Linked DNA regions of Danio rerio: region 1 is linked to region 2. Evidence: chromatin contacts called from public Micro-C data. All regions are on one chromosome and are shown on one strand. Each heading gives the region's core, a stretch centred on a gene start, on an enhancer-like site or on the middle of the called end of the contact. The rest is flanking DNA. Distances are from core to core; before and after follow the strand shown. Region 1 holds the start of tmc5 (transmembrane channel like 5). Region 2 has its middle 21 kb from the start of rps15a.

Evidence for each region. Hi-C and Micro-C count contacts between places; a contact is called where the count stands out from the background.
Region 1: a Micro-C map of caudal fin shows a contact between it and region 2, with 8 times the contacts expected there. The contact joins the promoter of tmc5 here to the enhancer-like site in region 2. A contact is called at or near these places in 6 of 18 Hi-C or Micro-C datasets (caudal fin, embryo, fibroblasts and 1 more) and 1 of 4 datasets of contacts at active chromatin or transcription factors (caudal fin).

The regions. Positions count from the first base shown.
Region 1 is chr3:25,472,597-25,475,518 of GRCz12tu, forward strand. It overlaps tmc5 (transmembrane channel like 5), which reads left to right and starts at 1,523. Exons shown (of 18, transcript XM_005163920.5): 1 at 1,523-1,735. The coding sequence starts at 1,645.
Region 2 is chr3:25,102,752-25,105,451 of GRCz12tu, forward strand. No RefSeq gene overlaps it. Among named protein-coding and RNA genes, the nearest start is that of rps15a, 21 kb to the left of the region's middle. Within about 2 kb of position 1,295, at least 18 of the 62 cell types and tissues checked have an H3K27ac peak or open chromatin away from gene starts, as enhancers often do.

The DNA.
Region 1 (2,922 bases), core at 273-2,772, 370 kb after region 2:
CCCTAAGCAGCCGCTTATCTTGCTTATTGGCTAAATCCGCTTGAGACTATGATAAATAAAAGCTTTACAAATACTGTTTATTATTAGGTAATGTAAGTGAATACATTATAATATATCATATACTTATAAACAATATTTATAAAGTATAATATACTTTATATATGGTTAAAATACACTATAATATAGACTATACATTACTTTAATGCTTTTTTTGTGTGGGGTGATGATGCTTTCTACATACCACATTGGTAATATAGAAAATGATGACAACTTTTTGTGACCCATTTAATAATTATAAAAATCTAGGTAGACACAAGATGATGTACAAATATCATTAATAACAGTGGAATGAACTTTAACCATGTCACGTATGCCCAGTGGCGTAGCGCAAAATGCGTGGGCCCTCCTGCAGGGGTTACTAAAGGGGATTGGACATTTAGGTCCTCAAAACTTGTGATTAAAGATCTTCAAACTAACAGATTTTAACCATCCAGAGAACAAAATCTAAACAAAGATTTGCGATGCCACCTCCAAAAATAATAATAATAAAACAGAATAATCTTCCTTAAAGCTTCTCTCTCTCATAACACTGTTGAAAGACACCTGAAAGCCTATTTCACATCCCTTGCTATAAAGTCTGTAACTACAGAATATCGAGCCATTGATTCTCTACTCATATTTTATTGTATGTGCTAATATTGTTGTGTTTACACTTTATAGGTTTAGTTAAGTACAGCACTTTGGTCTATGCTCTGTTGTTTAGTGCTATAAAAATGAATAAATGAAATTACATTTCCCCCTAGTTCCCCCTCACAGAAAAAGATTAAGCCTGTAATCTCAGACTAAAATGTTAGTCTGAACTGTTTCAAATGCAAGAAACCTGCCATTACTGATCTGAAAATATGTCAGTGTGTTTGTTTTGTCTCAAGATAGACACCAGAAATGTGTTTTATAAGGCACATTTAAAAATAAATACATAAATAACCTATGGACTAATTTAACTGTGGCTTAAGCCTGGCTTTGTCTCTGTCTTTAAAACCAGGTCATTATGACTGAACATATTCACTACAATTTGTGTTCAAAATCCCAAAATCAGATGTTAAAACTTTCGAAAAAAAAAGCAAAATGATGATAAACCAACCCCACAGAGGAGAAATGGAAATAAGAGCAGGTCAAAGCACAGATCCGTGGTTAAGCTGCCGAAACATTTACGCTTTTATTATGTGCTTACTGCAACAATCTTATCTTTCTGCCAAGAATGATAATTCATTCCAGCCGTCCATCAAATAAACAGAAGATGATTATGTCGTCATTATATTGCTGCTGACGAGCTGGAAGACAGTTAATGAATAACTAATGAATACCTTTTTAAATGTAATACAACACCAAACCACAGAGTTCCTCCTGCGCGGCATTGGCCAGTGAAACCTGTCACCGGGACAACAGGACACAAAGATAAAATGAGATACAGCCCACTTGTACCTTGTATCCTACAATTAAACCACAACTTCCTTGTTCCTTCAGTCTAGTGAGCCCAGCAAACACCGCAGTCTGTTATTCCTGGAGCGCCTATGCACACAATGTAATGTTTAAAGTCTATTTATTTATTCTCTGCCAGGACAACTCTATGATCTGAAAAGCAGGATGAGGAGGATGAGTGTCTACCCACAACATGGCACAGCTCTGGAAAACCTGGGACTTACGGCACATGAAATCCAGCAGGAAGTTGAAAACAGTAGGTCATGTTTGTTAGAATCAGATCGTCTTTGCTAAATCAGTAATATATACTGTAATATAAAGCATTTGAAAATGATCCAGTATAGCCTGGCTCTACTAGGTATGAGTTTTATTTTGGGTATTTAATTTGATATTTGTTTTATTCTTTATAAGGTCTGATAAGATTTCCTCACATTTCAATAGAAAATATTGACATATAGTGTACTTTAAACTATTATTATTATTATTATTATTATTATTATTATTATTATTATTATTATTATAATAATTGTTGTTGCTTTTTAGAAAACGACAGTTGGTCAAAAAATTATGAAAATCAGGGTAATAGTAACCCTAAATAAAGTTATTTCATATTGCTTTCTTAACTTCTGAATTTTTTATATTAATAATGTGATATCTAAAAGCAATGTAATCACATCTGAAAAAAGACCATTTGTCATTCTATGCTCTACAATAAGAAAAAATGTCACCAAAATAATGTGTGTGTGTGTGTGTGTGTGTGTGTGTGTGTGTGTGTGTGTGTGTGTGTGTGTGTGTGTGTGTGTGTGTGCGTGTGTCATATCAGGACACAAATCTGTATAATGACATGGGTATGACACAGATATTACAAAAAGGAGGTGAAATATGGAAATATGAGGACATTGGTGACGTCCTCATTTCTCAAAATGCTTATAAATCCAACAGAATGAGTTTAATCAGAGAGTAAAGCTGCACACAGTTTCTTGTGATGGTTGGGTTTAGTGGTGGGGTGGGGTGAGGGCAATATAATATACGGTTTGGACAGTATAAAATGAATGGAAACCTATGTAATGTCCCCACTTTTAACAAAAACAAACATGTGTGTGTGTGTGTTTTCCTCAACCATAGAACTATGAATTATAGATATTTTACACATTTTAGACCCGTAGCTAGCTTGGTAAAAGGGTGATTCTTTTTTCTCAAAATTGTGGACTTTTTTAGTTATTTGCCTCATTTTCTATTTAATTATGAGATTTTAATACTGAATTTACATCACATTTTAAGCACTGTTTTTGCTAAATAGTAAAATATTTAATAAATATTTAGAATAAAGAAATATGACAAATATATATATATATATATATATATATTTTTTTTAAATATATATCACATATATCATTAGAAAAAAAAACTTTTAAATTACAAACTGTAGCCTAATGTATTTTG
Region 2 (2,700 bases), core at 45-2,544:
ATCATAAGATTGAATGAATAAATTTTCATTGATGTATGGTTTGTTGAGGACAATATTTGGCTGAGATGCAACTATTTGAAAATCTAAGGGTTTAAAAAATTAAAATATTAAGATTCTGTTTAAATGTACACAACCTGAAAAAAGTATAGTCATCTATCTAAGTTTTAGGAGCAAAAAATAATAACCTCTAGGTGATCGTTTGGTATCAGAAGTGGCTTATATGAAAGACAAAGACATCTAGTTTACGCTTACTTTACCAAAATAAAATATGATCAAATCTTGATTTTTAATTATTTATTAGGACAGTAACGTCTGACTTTGCATAGTCAAAAGTCTTGTCACTTAACAGAAATAATGTACAGTATAGAATATAAAGTCATGGTGCAGTGGTAAAAAAATAATATTGTGTATGACTCCCCTAAGCTTGGAGGACTGCATCCATACATCTCTGCAATGACTCAAATAACCTATTAATAAAGTCATCTGGAATGGCAAAGAAAGTGTTCTTGCAGGACTCCCGGAGTTCATCATGATTAATTGAATTAATCTTCAATGTCTCCTTTATCTTACCCCAGACATGCTCAATGTTCATGTCTGGTCACTGGGCTGGCCAATCCTGGAGCACCTTGACCTTCTTTGCTTTAGGAACCATGATGTGGAGGCTGAAGTATGAGACGGAGCACTATCCTGTTGAAGAATTTGCCCTTTCCTGGGGTTTGTAATGTAATGGGCAGCACAAATGTCTTGATATGCAGGTTGCTGATGTTGCCATCCACTCTGCAGATCTCTCGCACGCCCACATACTGAATGTAACCCCAAACTAAAATTTTCCTTCACCAAACTTGACTGATTTCTGTGAGAATCTTGGGTCCATGTGGGTTCCAATAGATCTTCTGCAGTATTTGTTATGTTTGGGATGCAGTTCAACAGATGAGCCATCTGAAAAATTTACCTTCTGCCAATTTTCCAACTAGAAGTGTTTGTTGCTCGTACAACTGGAATTGATGACATTTGTCAGGTAGTGTAGTGCTTAGAAATGAAATTTACAAAATGTCTTCATTAGACATGCTCTTTGCTTAGTATTGTAGTGATTTTGGCATCAAAATAATCTACAATTTTTACTTTTTTTTGGTAAGATTTTGTATTTGAGGTTCACATATATGTTTTTCAAACATCTTTTATACTTGGCAAAAGTACAAAGAAAACAGAAAGATACACAAGTACAGCTAGTACATTCATTCAAACACTCTGCAAACACCCGTTTTCTGTTTATCCAAAGAGTGCAGTTCTTTAGCTGAGAACTTGGGGGCAGTAGCGGCCTTCCTATTAATATCTACAGTGTAATAGGCCAACTCATGTATCATTGCTCTCTTGCTATGTTTGAAAGGCTTAAAACCCCAATTAAGATTGGTCCGGCTGATAACAGAATTAGCTTTGTAACGTCGGAAATGGTCCAAAGTGAGTCTTGAAAGTGTTGATCAAATGTTTGCCTTATCAAACCATCTGCTGCTCTTAGATTCGGATGAATAAATACATAGTGATTAATAAAATGTCAATCAGGTGACCCCAGGTATCTGTACTAATCGCTGTGTCGCTAGGAAACTGCATCCTGCCCTATGTGTCGCTGAGGGTGGAACAGATCTAAGGGTTGTGCAAGTGTGTAACTTATATATAAGCATATTTCAGGAATGGATGACCATAAGCAGACAATAAGCTGGTCATTATTGCAGAATTACACCCTGAAGAGGTCTTGTATTACCCTGCAGGAGTTTATTTTGAGACAATTACTGTACATAATCTCTTATCGCTAGAGTTCTGGTGATGGAGTTTGAGGTTTAATGTCTCATTTATGTGGAGCTCTGCGCATTCTTGCTGATGGAATGTGGTAAAATATTCTCACAAGTTATCAAGTGGAGTCTATTCAGCTGAGCTACAATGCCACTACCGATCTTACAGCGCAAAACACAGATTTCTGAATGACTCACTAGTATGAGCTGGTTGTTTTGAAGTGAGTCAGGGAAAAAAAAGATGCATAGATGAATGTTTTTGTCAGTGAGTGCTCATCTTCCAATTCCCCCAACACTCTTTTTCTTATATTATTGAGGGGGTGGGGGTGTGGTATATGCTACTAATAAATGGCCATTTTACATGTATATTGCTCAAGTACATTTTTTGCTAGTGTGGCAAAAAGAAATTAATGTCTTTCGTTTTTTTTTTTCATATTGAAATGTATATAACTCTTTCAAATTAATGTGGAATATTTTTACAAGGGTGCTTGGTTATTCCATGGGTGCTTGGGCACTGAAAAGCCAGAGCTCTCCTTTGGGAATTACTGTATACCCTATTACCAGTAGTGTAGTGATGTACAGAAAGCAAAAATAAATAAATAAAAATAAAAAGTTTATTGTGCAGCCCTAATGTGAACTTAATTCATTTGTGGAATAACAGTAGACCTAAATGTGATTTTGATGCTAATATGATTGGATTTTGCACTAAAAATGTGGGCTGGTTAAAAAGGTTGATCATGTAAAAGCAAACGAAAGCAGTTTGTTTATGTTAAGGGTTGAACTTCATACAAATCAACAGCATTAAAGTCAGTGGACTTAATGCTGGACTTTGGACTTAAATAGCTTTTTGGCCATAATTTTATTTATTTTTTTATTGGAATGATGACCACAGTTTCGCTAAGTTTGCATGGTC